Linked DNA regions of Mus musculus: region 1 is linked to region 2. Evidence: chromatin contacts called from public Hi-C data. All regions are on one chromosome and are shown on one strand. The core of a region is the stretch at or near the end of the contact, and the rest is flanking DNA. Distances in the headings are between cores, read along the strand shown.

Region 1 (3,692 bases), core at 1,103-3,602, 1.0 Mb before region 2:
ACCTTATCCTGGATCCATTCTTACTTGGTTCCTAAGCAGAAAGACACATAATTTTCCACACAGGAATACCCAGGACATGGTGAGTCCTTTTATTGAAACTAGGAAGTGAAGAACCCATTTAAACACCCAATACCAAACCCTAACTTGGGCTTTAAGTAGAAGCACATGCAACCCAGGGCAGCAAACTACTGAAGTAGCAGAGGAGCTGAGAGAGAACATAATAACACAATAATTACATATCTAGCTAATTATTTTCTCACTGGCTACTTCTCCTCCTCTCCTCCTCCTCCTGTTTACTTTCTTCCTTCTTCCTTCTTCCTTCTTCTTTTCTCTCCTTCTCCTCCTCCTCCTCCTCCTTCTTCTTCTTCTCTCTCCCCTTTCCCTTCTTCCCCTTCCTCTTCTTCCCCTTCCCCTTCTTCCCCTTCTTCCCATTCTGCCCCTTTCCCCCTCCCCTTCCTCTTTCCCCTTTCCTCCCTTCCCTTTCCCCCTTTTCCCCTTTCCCCCTTTCCCCCTTCCCCTTTCCCCTTTCCCCTTTCTCCTTCCCCTTCCCCCTCCTTCTTCCCCTTCTTCAGCTTCTTCCCCTTCTACCCCTTCTACTCCTTCCCCTTCCTCTTCTTATTCCTCTTCCTCAGCCTAAGGTAAGCCTAAGTTTAAGTTTTTTTTTCATCACTGACAATAACTAATGCTTTGTTTTATTTTAAATTATGATTCACACATTTATTGTTCACCATGAGCCAGGCATCTCTCATGATGTACATGTTACAATGGTTGGTTTTCAAACTGAAGAAATATTTCTATCCCTTATGCATAACAGAACCATTCAGTTGTTAGATGATCTCTTGGGAGAGCATCTTGTATGATGGATGCAGAATTCGGCAGCTGTATTAGCTGCTTTCCTGTTCACTATGACCAAACACCTGAGTAAAGAAAACTTAAGAAAGGAAGGGTTCACTTTGGAACATGGCAGCAGGAGTTTGAGCCAGCTGATCTGCACTCAGAGAGGGAGGAACACTTGAGCTCATCACCCTGCTTCTGTTTATTCATTTCTAATGCCAGCCCATGGCATGCAATTGTCCACATTTTACATGGACCCTCTCACTTATTTAATCGAATATGGAAACTCCCAGAGAAATGGCCAGATGTTGGTATCCTATGAAAATGCCCAGATGTTGTATCCTAGGTGACTCTAGATGATGTCAAGTTAAGAGTGATTAACCATCACAGTGGGTTGGCTCCTTCATCTCAAAGCTGAGCTATATTTATATCTCTTCATTGGCTATATTTGCTGACTATCTGTGTACTGTAGCCCTACCTTGTCAGAGAGACAAACAAAACGACTAATTGTGTGAGGCCTGCCTGTCTTTACAGAGACATGGTCAGTATCTGAAAGAGGAAGTCTAGAAGACTGATGTTGGACATACTTCATGATAAATTATATGGTGGCAAGTGGAATGACCTTGAAGCCAGAGATATGCAGCAAAATGGGTGTGTGGGAAAAATCACAGATGTTATCTTTGTTATTACCCAAGGGTCCAGACTACGGTAGAACTGAAATCTTCAGTAGCTCACCCATCAATCCAAAATGATTGGAGCAGAGCAAACTAAATTAAGCAAGGGAACAAGTGAAAGGTGGGTGTAACTCATCCCTGCTCCCAAGGATAGTCACAATGTAAATGACTACCTGCCCTTTATTTTCTATTTTTATTTGTCCTTCCTTCCAGTTCTGCCACTTACACAGACACCTTAAGGCATCCTGAATTTCCTACATAAATACTGGTTTACAGTCAAATCATTTTGAGCTACTCAAGACTATCTAAGATGGACATTATTTAAAAAACACTAAATATATGAAAACTTAGCCAAGGATCATATATTAAATGAAGGTGATTGGATGCACAGTTATCTTTTTGGTCTGGAAAGTGAAATATTTGTGTGTATGAATGATTAGACAATTTATTTTCTTGGAGGTGCAAAATAAAACTTCAGACAGCATGGCTAAAATAGATCTTTTCAGCTAAACTTATCCTAAAGTTAATTGATCCTCTATTGTCAAGGATTATAGAGATCATGAAGGATGAAACACAAGCTATTTTCGTAGTTTATCATTATTACTTGGAGTTCATCATTAAATCTGAAGGCGCTAAAATATTCTTAATCAATATGTGCTTTGTACAAAGGAGACAAATGACACATCAGGGGAGTGTTTGAACATGAATTAATCGCGGTATAAATGATTGCTTTTAGAGAAAATCCCATTGGTCTCTTATAGAGTCATTCTGTCTAAGGAAGTCTTCAGAGGAGAAACATGTATGTTATCTCTTGGGTGATACTGACTCATTGGATAATTGGATCTTGTGTCATAATAAGAAAGAGTAGTTCCCCTGGGGCAATGGTGCACTTAAACAAAATAGGTCAGAGCTATGAGTAACACAAGAGGCAGTTACAAAAATTCAGAGTCAGCTTAGAGACTGTTGGAGAGGAATTTATATCTCAGGAGAGAGTCTCATTTTCATGGAAAGCCAAATACTCCTAAGTAAATGAAGTTATATTAAAGTCAGACCAGTGCATAAGGACTTTGAAAGTGTTTCAGAGTTCTGTCTCCATGCCCTAGTACATCCACATAACAGCACAATACAATCAGCAGAAGATGGGGACTAAGGGCACATTTGTATTATCATCATTTAAGAGCAAATGTTCTTACACAAACCAAATTTTCACTGTAGTGCTGGCCCCAGCTTTAGCATCATCACTGGCTCTTTACTTCTTGAAGCCTCTCCAAGAGCCTTTATCCCGAGTCACATCCTCCATCGATACCCTGATGCAAAGCCAAGTTAGGCATTGGGGAATAAGTCCATGATACAGACATTGTCAAGAGGAGCTTAACCTGAGGTTGTTCTTTCTTTACTACTTCCTGCTGTAGTGTCTACTCCTATTTTCATTGCATACAGCTTATTGGACATGGATTCTACCCTGTTTATCTTACTGTTTCTTATTACAGACATCAGCTTCTCTGCAGGGTCACATATTGGGTCTGAATTCACCCAGATGTTGCACACCAAAAATTTAAAAGCAAAGGCTATATATGTTCTTACTCTCTGTTCCCTTATTTTCATTCCTATGATCTCAAAGTCAAACTGGCATAGCTCATCTTATGTTTTTTTTTCTTTTGACATAAATACAAAAGTCTATGAAAATACAGATTCAGATAACAAAAACTTAGCTGTTAGTCTTGGCACTGTCGCAGGACAGTGAGCGGCCAAAGTTACAGATCATCCCTTTTGAACACGGAGTTATTGGTAAGCACGTTCCAGCTTGCAAGCTCAGCTCTGCTTGTTTATTGTCCCACCACATGCATACTTTATAAAACTGAGTCACTGTGAAATGTTTTTGTGGTGACTTATGTAACCATGCTCCGTCCTAAACACAATGCTGACCTAAAGGGTAAGAAACTGCTCAGAGTTGGGTGAAGTTGGGTCCACTGGCTTGGTTTAAATGTGAGACAAAGCTATAGCATCCAAGGTTCACCAGTGTGGACATCTCAAATGAGGCTTCTCTGTCAGTTATGGAATCCCATGAAGTGTTTTCCATTTGTTGGCTAACAATGGTGTTTTAGTTCTAAAAACTACTCAAATGAGAAGAATGGAGCTAAGGAGGTGGTCTAGGTCAGATCAAAACAGTGGCTGCAAGAGCTT
Region 2 (3,600 bases), core at 71-2,570:
AGAAAGGGCCTCAGGAGCATGACCAGGCCTTTGTGGTGGAAGAATGTTTTTAAAACATACAATGTGTTAACAACAGCCTAACAGGTCCTTAAAGAAAAGAAGAGGGTTCCCTTTAAAACCCGGTAAAGAACGTCATCAAAAGAGACAGGCTGATGTAAGAGAGAAGCTGTCGTGACAGGGAGATGAGAGAGCCCAGAGAGAGTCATGGGAAGTCACCCAAGGGAAAATAGCTGCTTGTATAAGTTTTGGGGTCTGGCAAAAAGTCTTATATTACATGATTTGGTCTAGGATAAGCTACGTGACAAAGGCACATAATGGATGCAGAACACCAACAAAATTCTCAGCCAGAGGGTAAAGTGAGAATCAGAAAAAGGGATGATATATGGCACAGAGCACATGAGTGCCCTGCCTATCCCCACCTCTAACTCATGGTCCTTCCAGCACCACAGATCATGAAGTCAGAGGCATGGTGGATTTCTGGAACCCCCAAGGAGGCAGTGGAGTTCAACCGGATGTAGCAGGAATCTTAAGTTAGTGCTATGGATAGAATGAGCATTGTATTTCTTCCTGGAGGAAGTGTGGAGTAAAGAAAGAAAGGCTAATAAGCCAAGGTTCCTAGTGTTGGCTAAGCAACTACCTGCACCAGCACAGTGTCTCTACAATTCCCTTAGCTGTCACTACAAGTCACATGATGATTGTTCTGGCTCCAGACATTTCATAGATACTCCAAGAAGAAGAAAAAAGAATGGAGCAGGAAGAAACATGCCTATATTAAAAAGGAAAAGAATTCCCCCAAATCCCCAGCCAACTTCTAATTACACATCACTAGCCATAACTGGGTCATGTGACCAGCTGGCTGCAAAGAAACTGGGAAATGAAGCTTAGCAGAAGAGCACATATGTGGCCACCAACAGACCAGCACATGAGGCAGATGTGCTGAACAGTCTCCAGTGGCAGCTGGAAGTCACCAGAAAGGGTACTGGCATCAGCGGTGGCCTTAGACCAGCTTGGTGGATGGTTTCTGATTCACCTCTTGCCCTCCTTTACCTAACAGGCTTTCACACTTTCCCAGCAAGAGGCACAGATTGACAGCAATGATGGGTGTGGAGCTTTTCCCGGGCTCTGCTGCTGGTTCGGGGCTCAGAAGGAGCAGAAGTCTTGGGATTTTTCCTTCTGAGATGAACACACTTGATTTTAATAGCAAATGACTTTCCTGTCTGGTATAAGTCACTAATAGAATTAAGCACAGGAGAGCAGCACATACCAAGGTGTAAGAAAAATGACCCTAGCATCTGTCAGAAAAGGGAATCAGAACAACCCAGGTCCCCAGGGTGGTGGGTTTTGCTGGATTATCTGGAGAAGGCTTTCAGAAGCTAAGCAGATCGCCTGGATGCAACTTCCCTAAAGGTCCACTAACACTTGATGCTGAGGATAAAGACCTCCGCATGCAAATGACTGTAAATGGATTGAAAGTGAGGCATCCAAGGGGAAGAGGAGGCTGAACTGCTCAAGCAGAAGGTGGTAATTCACAGCGCTCAGTGTCATTTCCTGCAGAGAAGGAGGACCAGCATTCAGATCACCATACAACCGGGACAGCAAGATTCGGGGGGTGGAGACCGATGTCATCTCTGGGTATGTCTGTTTCCATTCCAAGAAATGATTTCACTGGGACAGAAGGATGAAATGCATGGATGGGCAAATTCTTTGGTGAATGTTAACTGCACAAGGACTGAATTTGTACATTTTTTATGAACCCTGGAAGAGATCCTGACTGAAGGACTCACTCTCCTACACAAGACAGAGTGGCCCCGAGGGAATGTGTGGCGAGATCACTTCCTTTGCTGATGGAGAGAAACCCCAGACCACAGGCACTTCAATCATCTGCATATGCTCAGCTGGGGTTGGGGGGGGGTAGGGATGGAGGAAGGGAATGGGGGGTGGGGTCTGCCAGAGGAGGGGGGAACATGCAGGCACTTTCTATCTGGTAACTTATTTCCAGGAAAGAAATGGAGTTAGTTTTGCCTTTGAATTCCCAGCCTCCCTGTCATGTCTATCAATTTCTGTTAGTTTCAAAGTCTGGCTCTAATAATGCCTTCACTGGTCATTTAAAACATGACATAGTTCCAAAGGTTAAAGTTCACAATCAAGGCAGAGCTAGGCTCTAAGAAAGAATGCTTTCTTGCCTCTTCCTGGTCCCTAGTCATGGCCAGCTGGTGCCGCCATCCCCTGTGTGGTAGCAGGGATTAACACTAACCTCTGCCTTCTTCTTCACCTGCCCTGTGTGTGTCTCTGTACCCAAATCTCTCTCCCTATGAAGACACACTGGATTTGGGCTTACCATAATCCATTTTGGCTCCTCTTAGTATGATGGTATCTATGGAGATCCTGCTCTCAGTAGGGTCACATTGAACAGGTACAGACAGGTAAGGCTTTGGCATATCTTTGGGGTATAAGGCACAATTCAGTCCACAACACAAGATAATCCAAAATGTTTTAAGTCCTATTTTTCAACTCTGTGGGCTAACTTTATTTCTGCTCCCTCCATGAGAGGATAAAGATAACATAAGCTGACATAAGAACTCTGTAACACCCTACTCATCACTTTAATGTGATTAAACACACCAATCCTGAAGGCAGTGAAGTGCTCAAGAAATAAACTCATTACACACAAAGGGCCCGCGGTCTAGGATAATCTTTGTCATGAGCTATATATGAAATCTGAGTAATATCACTTCACCTCTCTGAGCCTTCAGGTGTGAAGCCCAAAAGCAGAGCTGGCAATGGATCAGAGTTTCCTGCAGTGTGAGATATGGGTCATTGGTGAGGTGGCTGCACTCAACACTTACAGTGTATATACTGTTGACTGAAAGAGTCTGCATGATGAATGACACAGCAGAGAACTAAGTTTAAGGGGTGTGTGTGTGTGTGTGTGTGTGTGTGTGTGTGTGTGTGTGTTAGGAAGTACATACTTGTCCCAACCCAACAGGGGCCATAACGATTATGGCATGCCATTAGTCAGTCGGTCATAAAGCAAAATGGAATAAGACACAGCCACCAGACCCTTCACAGCTGATACTTAGAAAAATCATATGCTTAATCCCATCAGGTGGCCGTGGGTAAACAAATGTCTAGAAGTTGCTTAAGCTTTGGCCTTTCATATACATTTACAGTCCACTCAAGAAAACCAGCTTTGTGACTTTGTATGTTTGGTACTTTTGGGGAGGGAGGGTTGCTTTGTTTTGTTTTGTTTTGTTGTTGTTGTTGTTGTTGTTGTTGTTGTATTCTAGCTAGTTGATAATTCACTGATCAACTGATTCTTGATTACTTTTTGGCACTTAAGAAAGAAGGATCTCCGATTTTGAGTCTACTCCTATGAAAGAAAGAGCTGGGAAGAGTAACTCCCAAGGTGCTCATTTGAGTGGAAACTATCCACTCGTGCAATTTCTATGCATTTATATACTAAACAAACAAACAAGCAAACAAACCTAGCTCTCTGCCATGTCTGATCAAACACACAGACCTGCAGATGTGCCTCGGAGCCCACTCACACTGCCAGCTCAATCACATCTGGCCTGCTTTACTTCTTAGATGCCCTAGTAT

Evidence for each region. Hi-C and Micro-C count contacts between places; a contact is called where the count stands out from the background.
Region 1: a contact with region 2 is called in a Hi-C map of adipose-derived mesenchymal stem cells, with 2.6 times the contacts expected there. The contact joins two enhancer-like sites.

What each region holds. Positions count from the first base shown.
Region 1 is chr1:76,926,906-76,930,597 of GRCm38.p6, reverse strand. No RefSeq gene overlaps it. Among named protein-coding and RNA genes, the nearest start is that of Mir6343, 420 kb to the right of the region's middle. Within about 2 kb of position 2,352, at least 11 of the 459 cell types and tissues checked have an H3K27ac peak or open chromatin away from gene starts, as enhancers often do. A contact at or near this core is called in adipose-derived mesenchymal stem cells, where this site is marked.
Region 2 is chr1:75,914,606-75,918,205 of GRCm38.p6, reverse strand. No RefSeq gene overlaps it. Among named protein-coding and RNA genes, the nearest start is that of Gm32622, 20 kb to the left of the region's middle. Within about 2 kb of position 1,320, at least 5 of the 459 cell types and tissues checked have an H3K27ac peak or open chromatin away from gene starts, as enhancers often do. A contact at or near this core is called in adipose-derived mesenchymal stem cells, where this site is marked.